2 separate regions of the Mus musculus genome follow, and region 2 is linked to region 1. Evidence: chromatin contacts called from public HiChIP or PLAC-seq data. All regions are on one chromosome and are shown on one strand. Each heading gives the region's core, a stretch centred on a gene start, on an enhancer-like site or on the middle of the called end of the contact. The rest is flanking DNA. Distances are from core to core; before and after follow the strand shown.

Region 1 (3,408 bases), core at 710-3,209:
CATCATCAACTGTCAGCAGGCAAGGTATGTACTCTAAAAAACTAACCTACATCAGTCTGAGGAATGGCAAATGACACATCATGAGTAACTACAGGGCAATTTTCAGTCAAACTGGAAACAAAGGAAAGCAATTATCGAGGCTAGGTATACGGTCAGCTGACCCAAGTGTGGGGTGAGCCGCGCGTTCTGTTTCTGCTCAAGCGCCACCCAGCGCCATACTCTGCTCCTTTTAGTGCCGCCCGCTCACATTACAACTGTGTGTGCACTAAAATAGTATGGATAAGGACATAACTTTTGCATCTCAAAATACAATCTGGCTTAACACGTCCATATTCACTTACAGTTTCACAGTTTTCAGAAATTGGACAGTTGGACATTTTTAAATGTCCCTAAGAGAGTATGGCTGAATGCTTCTACGTAGAAAACCCAAGAAATGAATCTAAAAGTTAGAATTACTCAGCTTATTTAGAATGTGGATTCATGTAGAGTAACAAATTTACATAAATATCATTAAAGTCTATATAATTAATATATATAATTAATATATATTATTCTATAATTATAAATCTATATAATTAATGTTATGAATGAGCCTGCTACTACTGTAAAAAAGTAAAGTTATTCCTTGTTCTTAGAATTTTACAATTTGCTTCAGATTTTTTTCTCCCAAGGAAAGAAGTTTGCTAGAAATCAGATTGTAGAGGAGTCTTCCTTTTATAAATCTTTATCTAGCTATTGTTTGTTTGCTTGCTTGCTTGCTTGCTTGCTTGCTTGCTTGCTTGCTTGCTTGCTTGCTTTATTGAGATAGATCTTTCTATGTCGTTCTCTTGGCTTGGAACTCATTCACTAATGCACAAGCTAGGGTTAAAGAGTATAAGGGTATAAAGTGAGAGCTCTTCCTCCTCCTCCTCCTCCTCCTCCTCCTCCTCCTCCTCCTCATCTTCCTCCTCTTCCTCCTCTCCCCTCCTCCTCCCTTTCCCTCTCTGTCCCCCTCCTCCTTGTTCTTCCTTGAGACATAATCTCACTATGTAATTTTTGTTTGTTTTTGTTTTTTCGAGACAGGGTTTCTTTGTATAGCCCTGGCTGTCCTGGAACTCACTTTGTAGACCAGGCTGGCCTCGAACTCAGAAATCTGCCTCCCTCTGCCTCCCAAGTGCTGGGATTAAAGGTGTGTGCCACCACCATCCAGGACACTGTAATCTTGGCTGGCCTGGAACTTGCTTCATGTACCAGGCTAACCTCAAACTCACAGAAATCCAGCCCCTCTGTCAACTCAGTGTTAGATTTTAAAAAGGAGGCACCACCAAGCCCAGGACAGGAATCCTCCAGTCCATCCAAACTTGCTTCTCATGCTTTCCAACCATGAACACTAGAGAAGGATGTTCTACAATATTAATTAGAGAATATGTTTCAAATCTAATATTCAACCTCCAACCATATCATACCTATATATCTCTGGCCTTAAAATAAATTCCTCAACTCCTTCCCAAAAGAATATTTTGTCAGCCATTCAAATCCTCCCCTTTTGCTTAACGTTTGGTGGTGCATTCAATCATCTACAGGTCAGCCATAAAGCCAAACACAGGAAACTGGACAGAGCTAGACATTAATTTTAAGTTAATTATGAATGTTTGATTCACTGAGGATAAATCCATGTCTGTACTTTGATAACTTAAGCCCTTGGAGAAGACCAATGCCTGTTTGCTGGGCTGTCTGAGTTTTTAGTTTTCCTGTCCTATAAACTGGTCTGGCCTCAGCTTCACTCATCCCTTAGCCATGGAGTACTGGAATTACAGCTGTGAGCCACCACTCCCAGGACTCTTACCATCCTTTGATCCACATCTTCCTTGGCAGAGACAGAACTATTGTTTTTTATGACTTCCTCAATGCAGTCCACAGTAAACAGAGTCTCTTAGGTTACCATGCTGAAGTTGTGGTTGGGAGGTCAAGCCACAAAACTTCCAACCTCTGAGTGTGAGTCAGAAGACTTAAAAGGTAGGAAATGCAGACAGCCACCACTGTGACTCAGTCTGAAAAGAAACTGGCTTAAGTCGTTTCTCAATTCATTGTAGCTGGCCATCCACACATGGAAGTTATAGTAACTATTCTCTGTTAAGCTATGGAACAGCACCACCTTTAAAAAGCAAACTACATATCTAATACATTTGTTTTCTTTGGCAAGGAACACAATAATAAAGAAAACCTCAAGAAAAGAAAACACACAAATACCATGGAGTTTTAGAACTATCAATTAAGATTATGACAATAATTGTCCAGTCCATTTAAGTTTCTTTCTAAAAATTTCAATATGATTTTATAAGTTGCCAAGCATCAAAAATTCAAAACTAAACTATATATACCATGTCAAACACAAAACAACCTCTGGAAAATAGCAGTAAGACATCTCCTCACGTAGGCGTGGCCCCTTTCTTCTCTAGCCCAGCTGACTGCTAAGTGCCTTTGCCTTTCATTTAGACAGGTCAGCATCTGGTAAAGGATTCTTTTGTCTTTCTGATTTATTGTGCAACCAACTGTAAAATGGCAAGTGTAATGGACATGGAGTTTGGACACTTCTTCCTGGATTTGTAGAAATCAAGAACATCAAATGAATCAGCATAGACATTTATAGTGTTTACCTTATCGTACAGTTGATAATGCCTTTTTGAACTCTTTAAGTAAAACTGGCTAATGAAGTGACAGTTTTCTACATATGAGATTTGACATGTGACTCATTTATTTTCTCCCTCTCCTCTTTTCCCACATCAATTGAGAAAATTTGAGATTCTGTTCACAAATGGGCTGCATAGCAAAACTATCTGTTATAAATGATTCTTTTCCAAATCTATCCAGGAATGAGAAGAAAATTTTAAACTATGTCTTATTGCCAAGTTAAACCCTTTTGATCCAAACTAAATGGGCAATGGGACAACAAACAATTGAGCCATAGCACACAAAGAATGTAAATTTTATAGTATAGTAAAAATTCACTTAACATACACACACACACATACACTCACACACACACACAAAATGCTAATACTAAACCAAAACTACTACCTGACCCAGATGTTCCACACATGGACACACATCTAAATGGCCCTAAGTTGGCACATCCATATGTATTACAGTGTTGCCCACAAAAGCCAAGATATTGACCAGCCTAAATATTCATCAACAGATGACTAAAGAAAATGTGATGCCTACATAAAGGGGGATTTTGTTCCTCTGTGAAGAAGAATGACATTGTAACAGCGGCAGGAAAATAGCCACAATATCGAGTATTAAGTTAAGAGAAACAAGCCAAACGCAAAGACACAAATACATCTTCTCTCATTTGTGGAGCCTTGATGGAAAGTGTGTGTGTGTGTGTGTGTGTGTGTGTGTGTGTGTGTGTGTGTGTGTGTGTGT
Region 2 (3,567 bases), core at 96-2,595, 540 kb before region 1:
TTCATGTTTGCATTGTGCAATGTTAGCAGAAGGTTTTAGTGAGTTGTTACAAAGTAGGATGACTGCAACTAATAAAACCTACTGGCTATTTTCACATGGTTAGTCCAGAGGATTCAGAATGTTCTCAGCACACTGAAATAATAAATGATGTGTAAGATGATGGGTATGCTAGTTATTGGCTTTGGGTTTTTTTTAGTGACTGCACCATTTGTTTCTGTGCTTTGAAGGTGAAAACCTGACCCTGCCACTTTGATTGCCAGAATGTTTTTTATATAGGAAAGTTTTGAGTTAAAATTCCCAATTATAAACACACACACACACACACACACACACACACACACACACACACACACACACACAGCGCATTCTCACTGCTTCTGTAAGTGAGATTAGTTCAAGCAAATTCCTAGAGAATCCATGTGGGTGGCCAATTACTAATTTATACATTGCCTTTTTGTTGTAATTTTGAGACAGCGTGAAAGCATGGTTGGAAAGTTTGGCAATTAGACTTAATTCCACAGTGTGTGGAACAGTGGCTTTTCCTGCATGGCTTTCCCTAAATTACTCTGTTCTGAGTGTCAATACTGAGGGAGAAGGAGGCTTGCTTTTATTTGTTATTTGTGAAATTAATGTTTTGTTTCAGATCTGGGACAGGAGACTCGGGGGGTGCATATTTTACATACTAAAGCAGACCTGGATTCTAGGTTCTCCCAACATCCCTCAGTCCCTATCTGGCATACCCTGTTTCCAGCCCAGGGCTGGGTTGCCCTTCCACAGGAGGTTACTCCCTATATAATCCAGACATTTTCATTCTCTCTCTCTCTCTCTCTCTCTCTCTCTCTCTCTCTCTCTCTCTCTCTCTCTCTCTCTTCCTACCTCCTTCTTCCTCTCCCCCTTCTTCTCCTCCTCCTCTCCCGTCCCCACCTTCGACTCTCCCTCTTCCTCTTCTTCCCCTCTCCCCTTTCTCCCCCTCTCTCCTCTCCCCTCTTCCCATGTGGACTTCTCTGGCCTTGGTCCTTTGGGACTGGCCAGTGAACTCTCCCCACAAACCAGCCTTTAATATAATCTAATCTGTTTTAAATTGACTCATTTTACCAACGGCAGAAAAATAACCTATCAGTTAGCAACTGCCACTTGCCTGTCATAGACATTGTTACAGACCTGTAAATAACTCGCTTCCGCCTGCGATGAATCAGCTATGAGCTGATTGATGTGGATTGGAAACATGGACAAATCTAAAACATCAGGAAACAAAACAAAGTGAATTTATCTTTGACTTTATCAAACTCACTGACTTACTAACAAAGGATGTGACGCCCTGGCTAGATCACAGAAAAAAAGAGTCAAATTGACACTGGGCGTGGTAACACGCACAGAAATGTGAGTCCTAGGAGCGGCCTCATGGCTTGAGACAGCCCTCCCAACCCCCCCTCCAATTGCCTTCACGTTGATCCAGGCTTTTACCTTAGTACAGCCTTGGTGACCCAGCTCTGCACTGAAAACTGCCTGGGGGCACCTGGAGCAGGCTTGCCTTTTGCTTTGGAGTTCTTCATGAAGAACATAATACAGTAAGTTAAGGGAAGAGCATGGCATTTTTGCTTAAAAAGTTGAAAGTAAAGCTAAAGTCATAGTCCTTGTTTGATTATTAGTCAGTGCAAGGTTTCAAGCAGGGATAAACTGGCTGAGTGACTTCATGACATATTAGAGCAAACCCAGGCACCAGGTTTTCCCTGAATGCCTCAGTCCCTACCTTTGTAGGGCCCTTCTACCTGGATTACTCTGCCCCCTACCCTAAACTTCTGCAGTCCATGGGCTGGGCTGCCCTTCCCCCAGCTGCCCTTCCCTGTATAATCCAGACATTTTGGTTACCCTCTCCTCTTTTGCACCTCCAGGCTGCAGCACCTGGTTCTGCTCTCTCCCCCTCCATCTTCCCTCTCTCCTTACAGAGCTCAAGGGTCATGTCCACTCTGAACTGTCCCTGATGTCGACTGTGCTTTTCCTTTTGTCTACAATAAATTTTCTCCTCCACCATGACCTAGAAGCACTCATATTTTTCTCTTTCTTTCTTTCTTTCTTTCTTTCTTTCTTTCTTTCTTTCTTTCTTTCTTTCTTTCTTTCTTTTTCTTTTCTTTTCATTCATCTGGTACCAAAACCCCAGACCTGTCATAATCTTTTCTTTGTATTTCTTTTTTTTTTTCATCCAGTCACCAGAAAAAAAATTTTTTTTCTCTGTTAATTTTTTATTTTGGCAAAATGTTTCCCTAAACAAGATTTGAAGGTAGGCTTTTCCTGAATGTATATAAACTGACTTTCAAGTGTTGGGATTAAACATCTGTCACTGTACCTGGCTTAACTTCTAGCTCAAATTAATTTTCCAACATGTCATTGAATAGCATTGCTATGATGATAAAGCTGAACTTCCTTTTTTTCTAGCCCAAACCTTTTTAGCTCTGTCTTTCTTACCTGACAGAGGATGGGATGCTACAGGGCAGAAAGTCATTTGATGGTGGTGAATTTGTGTGCAACTTGCCCAGAACATTTTTCCACACTGTTGAAAGATCAATTTTGAATCTGTCGATTCATTTTTGTGGTGTTTTTAGACTTTAGTATGTTAGTATCTTAAATTTCACGTTCATGTGCTTTTTAGTACTACACTATAAAAATAAAATTTCATTACCATAGTCTCATGGGAAGTAAAAAATTATGTTTTTATTGTATTTCATATGTTTATTATATTTGAAATATTGAAATAGATTAATCATTTGTATATGATATAATCATATTTTGTTTGGAGGAAAACTAAACTAAAAGCAGTAAATATTTATTGTAGAAATTTCAAATAATCAGGAAAATTAGATAAAGATGGATGATCAGTCTATAGGAGCTGGTTGATCTGGAGCACGAACAGTGGCATCTGGATTAGATTCAAATAAGGACGATTAATCTTATTTACTATAATTTTGATACTATATCTTCTGCTATTTTTAACTCTCAGAAGAGTCTCCTTTTTGGGACAGAGCCTTACTATGGTAGCCTTGGGTGGCCAGGAAATAGGACCAAAAATCAACAAGTAAAAATTCATGACATTAACAAATGTTTCTATTGTAAAAGAAGGAAATTTTAACCAATTAAAGAAACAGCCTGTAGAGTGAAAATTCTTTGCCAGCTATACACCTGACAGAGAATTAGTGTCTCGTGTATACAAGGGTCTAAACACCACAAAACTCCAAGTTAACACACAACCCAATTACAGTGAGGCATCTGACTGAGCGGGAGTTCTCATATAAAGAAATCCAATAGATAAGAGTGCCCAGCATCGAAAGGACCCAGATATAGCTCTCTCTTGTGAGACTATGCCGGGGCCTAGCAAACACAGAAGTGGATGCTCACAGTCAGCTATTGGATGGATCACAGGGCCCCCAATGGAGGAGCTAGAGAAAGTACCCAAGGAGCTGAAGGGATCTGCAATCCTATAGGTGGAACAACAATATGAACTAACCAATACCACCCCCCATCCCCCCACTCCCATCCTGGAGCTCGTGACTCTAGCTGCATATGAATCAGAAG

What was found. HiChIP or PLAC-seq counts read pairs in DNA pulled down with a chosen protein or histone mark.
Region 2: a contact with region 1 is called in an H3K27ac HiChIP or PLAC-seq map of a colorectal cancer cell line, with 4 times the contacts expected there. The contact joins two enhancer-like sites. A contact is called at or near these places in 2 of 115 datasets of contacts at active chromatin or transcription factors (a colorectal cancer cell line and pancreatic cancer cells).

What each region holds. Positions count from the first base shown.
Region 1 is chr5:86,243,587-86,246,994 of GRCm38.p6, reverse strand. The region is part of intron 5 of Tmprss11c (transmembrane protease, serine 11c); the gene reads left to right. Among named protein-coding and RNA genes, the nearest start is that of Gm25473, 8.3 kb to the right of the region's middle. Within about 2 kb of position 1,959, at least 42 of the 459 cell types and tissues checked have an H3K27ac peak or open chromatin away from gene starts, as enhancers often do. A contact at or near this core is called in a colorectal cancer cell line and pancreatic cancer cells, where this site is marked.
Region 2 is chr5:86,781,014-86,784,580 of GRCm38.p6, reverse strand. No RefSeq gene overlaps it. Among named protein-coding and RNA genes, the nearest start is that of Ythdc1, 21 kb to the left of the region's middle. Within about 2 kb of position 1,345, at least 16 of the 459 cell types and tissues checked have an H3K27ac peak or open chromatin away from gene starts, as enhancers often do. A contact at or near this core is called in a colorectal cancer cell line and pancreatic cancer cells, where this site is marked.